2 separate regions of the Danio rerio genome follow, and region 2 is linked to region 1. The links are chromatin contacts, called in public HiChIP or PLAC-seq maps. All regions are on one chromosome and are shown on one strand. The core of a region is the stretch at or near the end of the contact, and the rest is flanking DNA. Distances in the headings are between cores, read along the strand shown. Region 1 overlaps bahcc1b (BAH domain and coiled-coil containing 1b). Region 2 has its middle 49 kb from the start of fscn2b.

What was found. HiChIP or PLAC-seq counts read pairs in DNA pulled down with a chosen protein or histone mark.
Region 2: an H3K4me3 HiChIP or PLAC-seq map of embryo shows a contact between it and region 1, with 5 times the contacts expected there. The contact joins two enhancer-like sites. A contact is called at or near these places in 3 of 4 datasets of contacts at active chromatin or transcription factors (caudal fin, embryo and gastrula embryo).

What each region holds. Positions count from the first base shown.
Region 1 is chr12:36,617,235-36,621,882 of GRCz12tu, forward strand. bahcc1b (BAH domain and coiled-coil containing 1b) reads right to left here. Exons shown (of 29, transcript XM_073918670.1): 2 at 4,359-4,648. The coding sequence starts at 4,530. Among named protein-coding and RNA genes, the nearest start is that of bahcc1b, 48 kb to the right of the region's middle. Within about 2 kb of position 2,472, at least 35 of the 62 cell types and tissues checked have an H3K27ac peak or open chromatin away from gene starts, as enhancers often do.
Region 2 is chr12:36,413,527-36,418,150 of GRCz12tu, forward strand. No RefSeq gene overlaps it. Among named protein-coding and RNA genes, the nearest start is that of fscn2b, 49 kb to the left of the region's middle. Within about 2 kb of position 2,000, at least 22 of the 62 cell types and tissues checked have an H3K27ac peak or open chromatin away from gene starts, as enhancers often do.

The DNA.
Region 1 (4,648 bases), core at 1,222-3,721:
TAAAATATTTTGGAGCAGTAAACATGGTGAAATAATTTAAAGGAATGATTGACTTCTGCTGTCTTCATTATAAAACACTGATTTCTTCACAATTTAAAATAGATTTTTGCTGCTGGAGATACTGTTGTCCTAAAAATATAAAAATAAATAAATTAATAATTTAATAAATAAATAAATAAATAAATAAGTGTAATTAAAAAAATATTTAATATACCATAGGAACAGTATAGCAGAAAATTTTGTCGGTTTTAAACCTTGATTTTTCCAAACCACGGTATACTTGAAAACGGTGATCATCCCATGCGTAGCCATCTAATACTACTGCTCCAGAACTTCTCAGAAGTATTATTTTGAAGCACACTGCTGTCATCAATATAAAAGACATAACACAATAAATTCCTTTCTTTATGACGCTCCTGTTGTGGAACACAAAGAAACCATTTTGGAATTGTTCTCTGCCCATTGGAGGAAAGCAGATAATTTAAATTATTTAAAAACATATTACAAACATATATTTAATTTATTCCACTGAAAATAAAACCCTAATATAATTGGTATTTCATAAATGCGATTAAATGATGACAGATTTGTCTCTTGGGTGAACTATACGTTTAAGGTGGATGCAGGTGAGTCTGTTTCAGCGTATTTTGGAAAGCACCATGTTGGCCTTCATGAGTGATCTCGTGACGCTAACGGCACAGCTGTGCTTTTGGGAAACGTGGCCCTGATCAATAGGCATCGAAAGTGATGATATTCCGAGCGCTGCAGCGGGTAATACATATTTTATAGGTGCACATAAAAAGGTGTACGTATCAATTATTAATAAATGATTTTCTGCCGGCATTGATGACGTGCAGATGCATTGTTTGAGGGGGCAGCGGTGATAGGTGCAGTCGGGCCAGGGCGTTGGGACTCTTTCAGTCTGTTGAGGCACATCAAACAGTGAAAGAAGAGACTGTGGGGTGGAGGGGATGGGGTACGATGTCGCTTCTGCCAACGGGGCTTTGCTGAATCACACACACACACACATACACACACACACACAAACGGAGCGTCGTACACTCACGCACAGCACTCAGCTGGCAGGCATAGTGAGTGGCGATGGAACACGCCAGGCTCTGTGCTACCAAGCAGAGGTAATTGGGCCAGATTACCAACCAGGTGGAAACATTCAGTCGCTCTTTTTCCTCTTCTCCCTCTCACTCTCTCCCTCTCTCTCTCTTTCTCTCTCTCTCTCTAGTTTAGTCACTTTTTCTCTATTTTGGAGAAGCGGAGAAAACGCATGCTATTTCGGAAGTTTTAGGACGAAGGTGGAACCACGTTCATTCCTAAATCAATTGATTTGCCATCTAGGCAGCGTATCACAGATAATCTATTAGAAGACACGGAGACAGGTGAAACGCAGAGAGAAAGAATGAGAGATACTAACTAGACTCGAGCGAACGCACTAATTTAAACTACAAGCCCTATCAAAGGCGAATGGCCTGGGGGCAGCAGTACCTCAGTGCAGAGCAGGGAGCGCCGCAGAGGAACGAGTGGACGGGGAGGTTGAGACAGGTTAAGATCAACAGTAGCGCAGACACTGCATTGTTAAATCAGGACTCAAGGCACAGAGAAGCGAGAAAGGAAGAAGTGATATGAAAGAAGGCCGACCGAGGTTTGACAGGGCATACCGGTGCTTTTGCAGGAACAAGACTGCTGTGGCACAAAACTACAAAATAACTCTTTGTAACGCCAAGGGTGAGGGCAACCACCACGTGGATGAATGTGGCCGACGGGTTCCACTTAAGTGAACTACAGGTTGATTTTGATTGCATCTGAGAATAACTAAACTATTGTTTATCTTAATACATCTAAATAGCCTATCTGTATTTTGTCTGACTTGGATTTATTGTTGTATTTTTTTAATGTAGGTTGTGACATTTACTCGTTTCTCCTTAACGTTTATGTTGACTCGTAAGTGTGAATGTTCGCAATAGTAGCCTACATTTTAGAATATAAATTAAATAAATAGGTCATTGAAGGAAAATTAATTAACAAAATGTAACAATTTTTTAATTAATGCACAAACAAAATGGACAAAACATATCGGTGCGAACACGCACACGCAGGCCTACACATAGCCTACATAAACCTACACCAATATTTCATGTAAACAAAAAGTGCAAGGTCTAAAACTTAAATATAAACTACTTTTGTCCCAGTATATCATGTAAAATAATACACACAGTATTATAATGCCTATTCTGTATGAGCAAAATAGACACCTGTGTTGATTAAAAAGCCATAGCGGAAGAACAAGAAATTGATACGAGCGCACACACATAGTTATACACACACACACGTAATGATGCACCTGTATGGCATGAGCTGGCGTCCGCCTTGAGGCAGACGTTACAGACATCTGCTGAGGATATGGAAGAAAGAAAAGAAAGAGAGAGAGAGAGGGGGGGAAAGAAAGAAGAAAAGGAGATCCTACTGTACACATTACCCGCGCGCGCTGCCGGAGCAGCATTTGATGTGCACGCGAGACCTGAGCAGCACAACAAAATCCATCAATCTACCGGCGGTGCGGCTTTTAAATGTATTCAACTCCACGACAGTCGTCGAAGAAAGAGACAATGAACTGATTCTACATTAGAGATGAAAAATAACGACAGGAAAATATGCATTCACCCGAAAGCATATTTCTTGTGGACTTTCGTGGTCCGTCTCTGTGTGAAGCGCTGGCATAGAGTTATTTGTGTAAAGAACAAAATAATAATACTTTTAAAAAGACAGTGGGTGAGGAGGGTATAGCAGCAGGAGGCCGGAGAGAAGGACAGCCGCTAACGACCCCATCAGTACCCGCGCGCATTCACCGTGCGCCGGGGACCATCAGGGTCAGCGAGCGCTACAATAGATCTCGCTTTCTGAAATTTCCTACAACACAGCGAACGACGTGTCGAATTCGAGAGAAAATACATCAGTTGCGACTAAAGTACAGCAAATGTAATGTCTCGAATTTAAGTGGAAATGTTTTACTCTAAAACACAGCGGACATTGTGCATTGTGCCATAATTGGAAATACAATTATATAAATTATACTATATGGAAATACCACATATAAATTATTATTGAATACTATATATATATATATATATATATATATATATATATATATATATATATATATATATATATATATATATATATATAAGCATGTAAGTACGTACGATACACACTTATGTATAATTTTTAAAATGTATACAATAAAAAAACTTTATTAAAACTGGGACGTTTTATTTACATGCTGAGCACAATGAATAAAACAATAGGCATCAGTCATTGGGTGGCTATCCCAACCATATGAAACGTAAATATAATATAAAATGACAAATTACATTTTTGTACATTCTCTGAATTGCTTTTTGATTAATAACAAAAAGCTGAAGCATTCACTGATTGACGCATTCATTTGCCCGAATAATAAGTTATATATCTCATTAATAACCAAAATGCAAAGTGTACCTCTATCCCAAAGGTACTTTGAATGCTGGAGACACTTGTTAAATCTAATGCATGCACTGTCAACTCATTCGCACCCCGTCACATCACCGCTCAATATAGAAACCGGATTTTCTGGTATTACAGACGCCTCTTTTAGCACACACACACACATACACACAGAGAGCTACTGACCCTAATCTTGGAGACTTTTCGAACCACAGCGCTAACACACACACACACACACATATATATACACACACACACACACTCTCTCACACACACAAACACACACACACAAACGTATTCACACACCAAAGCTTGTGTTATTAACTTAAAGCAGCTGTGGCAGCAAACCACTCAAAGATGCACCCTAATAATTAACAGAAAATCACAGGGCTTTACTACAATAGATTCTACCAAACAACTTATTTTGAAAAAGATGGCTCAATGAACGTAAACCAAAGAGGACATTCCAGCTTTAAAGTAACAGTTAATTATAAAAAACCTCTATATTATTTATTAATCAACAATAAATATTAAATATAAAATCCAGCTCCCTATAAATAATCTACAGCCTATAAGGAAAATTTCCAATCTGCTTTAATGAAACGCAACCTTAGGATACAAGAAACGATCAGGGTTTCCTTAGCTCATATGTAAGCGTACCTGTTCAAATGTTGAATAAAACGATGTAATTCACACAACTGTGACTATAATGAGTCCATAACAAAAGATTATTTCCAGTAAGTCCTTAATTTCCCGATAAAAAATAAACAAGTGTAACATCGTGCTATAAAGTTAGACTACTTAATTGTGCTTAAAGTGTTTTAAACGCGTCCACTTATCGACAGGAAAGCACACCGTCTTACCTGAATGTGGAGGCATCGGTATATGTGAAGGGTAATATTTTCCAGGCTGAAAGTGACCGGGATGCTGCACTGTTGTGTGCCCGGCAGGAGTGATCCTCGAGGCGGCTCTGTGAACCAGCGCGCCTCGCTCTGCCAGAAGGTGCGGCGGAGGAGCGAAATCCCGGCCTTCCATCCCGATAAAAAACGATAAATCCGAAATCCAGAGCGGGAATCCACGAGAACCTATCCGAACGCCGCCCAGATGTTATAATCCCGTTAAGAGTTTCGCTTAGGTCTTGCATTCAGCACAG
Region 2 (4,624 bases), core at 750-3,249, 200 kb before region 1:
AAAAATAAAAAATAAAAAAATATATATATATATATATATATATATATATATATATATATATATATATATATATATATATATATATATATATATATATATATATATTGTATATGTTTTATTTTAACTTCAGAATACCTCCACATCTACAGTTTCAAAGTAGCTTCCTTAAAGGCATAGTTCACCCAAACATGAAAATTCAGTCATCATTTACTCACTCTTCACTTGTTTCAAACCAAAATAAAATATATTTTGAAAAATGTTGACTAAAGTTTTATTTTTCCTACTATGGAAGTCAATGGTTACAATGAGATTATTTCAGATCTACACCGCTCCATCAGTTTGATCAGAATTAAAAAGAGCTTAATCAAAATGATATAGATTTTTACCTCAAGGTTTTTAAAACATCAATCTGATTTATGACCAGATTATTTGGTTGAATGTACTATAAACACTGCAACTTTAAAATAATAATGTGCGGATCGATACTAAAATATCGATATCTCCGATACTAGCTATGTTCTAGAATCGATTGTCCTATCAAAATATTGATATTTCAGTAATTTAGAGCAGATATGTAGTTTATTGGAAATAGTTATACAGCGGAAAGTAACCATAATTACCCTAGTTTACCTGAATAATGCCAACTTAGTCGCAAATACTTGTTCTTCCGCCTGCCAAGTCATGTGCCCAATATGACACTGTACAACTGCAGAGCACACTAGATAGCCACTCAGTCCGCTGGCACATGTTGTTCAGTCATGCTGTCACTGGATATGGGTGACCGCAAGCAAAGTTATGTGTATAGCTACTTCGCTTATATAAACTCAAACGATGCAATTTGTGACAAGTGCAACAAAACAGTGAGGTACTGTGGTAATACCACAAACCTTATCAAACATAAATCACAAGACAGAATATGACTACATCATAACTAGACAGTCAGAAGAGGAGGAAAGAAGAAGCACAGGTGTTGCTAAGGCGAGACAGACATCACTTTCAGAGTCCTTATGTGCATCAGGCAGGAACTATCCAGGTATACAGAAGGAGAAAATGTGGCGATGTGTCTGTATTTTGGGGACTTGGGTTTTTGTGACAATGAATATGTAAGTTGGCTCTTTTTTGTAGGATAATTCTTCATCAATAAACGAGAATAACCCAAAATACGTCTCATATTCAGTATGAAGTGACACTTTTTAGTACACTACTTGGTACTTTAATTTCCCAAACAGTAATTTTTGAGCAAAATATCAGTATCGGATCGGTATCATCGATACTCGCCTTCATTTTACTTGGTATCAGATCGGAAAGGAAACCAGTGGCACATCACTACTTTAAATATCGAACTACTTTTTCTAAAAGACAGTCGTTTTTAACTTCAAAATACCTCCAGATCTACAGATTCAAAGTAGCTTTCTTAAAGGCATAGTTCACCCAAAAATTAAAATCTGTCATCATTTACTCACCCTTCACTTGTTTCAAACCACAGAAGAAGATATTATAAGAAAATATTTTGTTTTTTTCTACTATGGAAGTCAATGGTTGCAGACTTTGCAGCTTTCTTCAAAATATCTCTTGTGTGTGTTTAACAGAAAAACTCATAAAGGTTTGGAACCACTTGAAGGCGAGTAAACAGTCAGAAATGTTCATTCTTTCGTGAACTATCCCTTTAACACGTGTTCGGTTAGTTTTCCCCCCTGCGACTTGTCCATATCTTTAGCCCCTTTTTACGTTTTGTCACTTAATCTTTGGCTTCATCGGTTTTAACTGTTTTGTCTCCATTTATCTCTCCCCCTCTCCCTCTTTATATCTATTGCTCCATCCTTTTTCTCTCTGGTTCTCTCTGAGAGTGCTTATTGTAGTGCCTGAGGAGGACACAGACAAAGAGCGTTTGCGCTTCCCCGCCACCTCCTCTCTGTCTGTGCTTTTCCCCGAGGCGTCTCTCCTCCACCATCACCCCCTCCTCCCTCTCACCGGGGTCCTGTCTCGCTCCTTCCCCTTCTTCTGTTGTTCATCGAACTCCGCTCTCTCCATGTGCTCCGTCTCTCCTGCAGGTCTGTTGTTCTCACCCTCTCCACACTCTTCGGCTCCAGTGCTGTCACACACACACAAACAGACACAACACACTGTAGGAAGGTTCAAACATATATGTTGAAGTCAAAAAAAATAATCTTTTGCAAATATTTCCCAAATGATGTTTGACAGAGCAAGGAATTTTTCACAGTATTTTCTATAATATTTTTTCTTCTGGAGAAACATTTTTTTATGTTTGTTTTATTTCAGCAAAAAAAAAAAATATTTAAAAAATATCAATTTTAATATCTATATCATTAGCCCCCATTAAGCATTTTTTTTCTGATTGTCTACAGAACAAAACCACTGTTCTAGAATGACTTGCCTAATTATCATAACTTGCCTAATTAACCTAGTAAAGCCTTTAAATGTCACTTTAAGCTGAAAACTAGTATCTTGAAAAATATCTAGTAAAATATTATTTACTGTCATCATGGCAAAGATCAAATCGAATAGAAATAGAATAGAAATTGGTTATTAAAATGATGGTTAGAAACGTGTTAAAAAGAATCTTCTATCCGTTAAACAGAAATTGGGGACAAAAATATACAGGAGGGTTAATAATTCAGACTTCAACTGTACATGGCATTATTCCAGCCTGATCTCATGAGGAAACGTAAGTATTTTACGTTTTGTCAGTTTAGTGTCTAATTCGTACGAATTCTTACCAGTTAAGTCATACGAAAATGTACGATTTTAAAAAGGAGGCGTGGCACCCAACCCCACCTGTTATTGGGTGATGAGCAAATCGTACTAAATTGTACGAATTAGATCATACAAATTCATACGAATTAGCCACTAAATAAAAAAATTACAAATTGCCGTGAGATTGCGTTGATTATTCAGTACCTCTAGGATTTTATGGGACATTTGTCTGATATTATGCAGCCTGAAATGATTTTGCTGTTACTTTCCTCCAGATTTGCAGCATTTTTTGTGTTGTGTTTGTTATAAGACTAGGGCCAGACAGAATCTGCAGACATTTTGTGATATTTCAGCGCAGAATTTTGTTAAAAAATCTGCAGATTCATGTGGAATGATTTTGGAAGTATCATAACTAAAAACTTAACATATGTTAACTTAGCATACTTTACAAATTGTATTGTAAATAAATCATGTGAATATTTTCATATTAGTCAAAAATATTACTAAAAATTAACTTAAATACTGAATAACTATAAATTTACACACATTTACACATGCAGGTAAAATGAACAGAATCAATGATGGGCTAAAAATCTGCAGAAATCTGCAGAATTCTGCACGCACAGATTCCGTGAGGGCCTTAATATAACTAGTAAATCTAATATTAAAACACTGACAATTTTAAAGGGTTGGTTCACACATGAGTGAAAATGACATCATCATTATTTTCTTTTTTCTTATTATATTTTGAAGAATGATGTTTGCTGGCGTCAAATTCCATAGTAGGAAAGAAAATACTTTTGAGGTCAATATATGTTCAAAATATCTTCTTTTGTGTTTGAAAGTAAAACTAAAAGAGCTGTTAAAAATTTAGTAATGGTTGTCACGGTGGCGCAATGGTTAGAACTGTTGCCTTACAGCAAGAAGGTTGCTGGTTCGAGCAACAGCTGGGTCGGTTTCCCCCACAGTCCAAAGACATGCAGTACAGGTGAATTGAATAAGCTAAATTATTCTAAGTGTATGTGTGTGAATGCAAGAGTGTATGGGTGTTTCCAAGGGTTTGGTTGCAGCTGGAAGGGCTTCCGCTGCGTAAAACATGCTGGATAAGTTGGCAGTTCATTCCACTGTGGCCACCCCTGATTAATAAAGGGACTAAGCCAAAAAGAAAAAGAATCAATAAATGAAATTTAGTAAATAATGACGGAATTTTCTTTATTAGTGTGTGTGTGTGGACTATTCCTTTAATAATGATCCAAAATCAAACAAACCGTGCTCAGGGGTAGCTTAAATAATGTGTCCATGCTCTTTGGGTAAGGAATTCATCAGAATAAACAGCAAAATTCAGACAAAGGCATTCAAAAAATGTGGAAAAAATATATATAAAAGCCTTTATTAACATGCTATTCCTTAAAAAACTGTGCAGTTTAAAGGAATCGCCGTCAATAAAGGCTTTTTGATATTTTTTCAACATTTTTCGCGTGCCTTGGTCTGATTTTTGCTGTTAATCCCTTCAATGAACAGCTATAAATGCTACTGTAGAAGTGATTTTAGACATGACAATATTTTAACATGAAGGTTGAAAATAAATTTTAATTTTGTCATTTCTACAAGATAAATCTGTTAGGGTTCATAAATTCCTAATAAATATAGTCTGATACATCTAAACCGGTTTTGTACACAGAAAAAAAGTTAAACATCCACTTGAAAATATTATTTATGATTTGTTTAATTCTGCGAGCTACTGATGACATTTCATCCAAATGTCTGTTTTCAGACATGTTTATATTTATTTTTAAACAACACAGAAGAGTTAAGAAATACATATTTAATCTCAATATTTAAATATATTTCTTAATAATCCTGAGAAATGGTAAGTTCAATATCAGCCCAAACACAGTATAGTACCAAT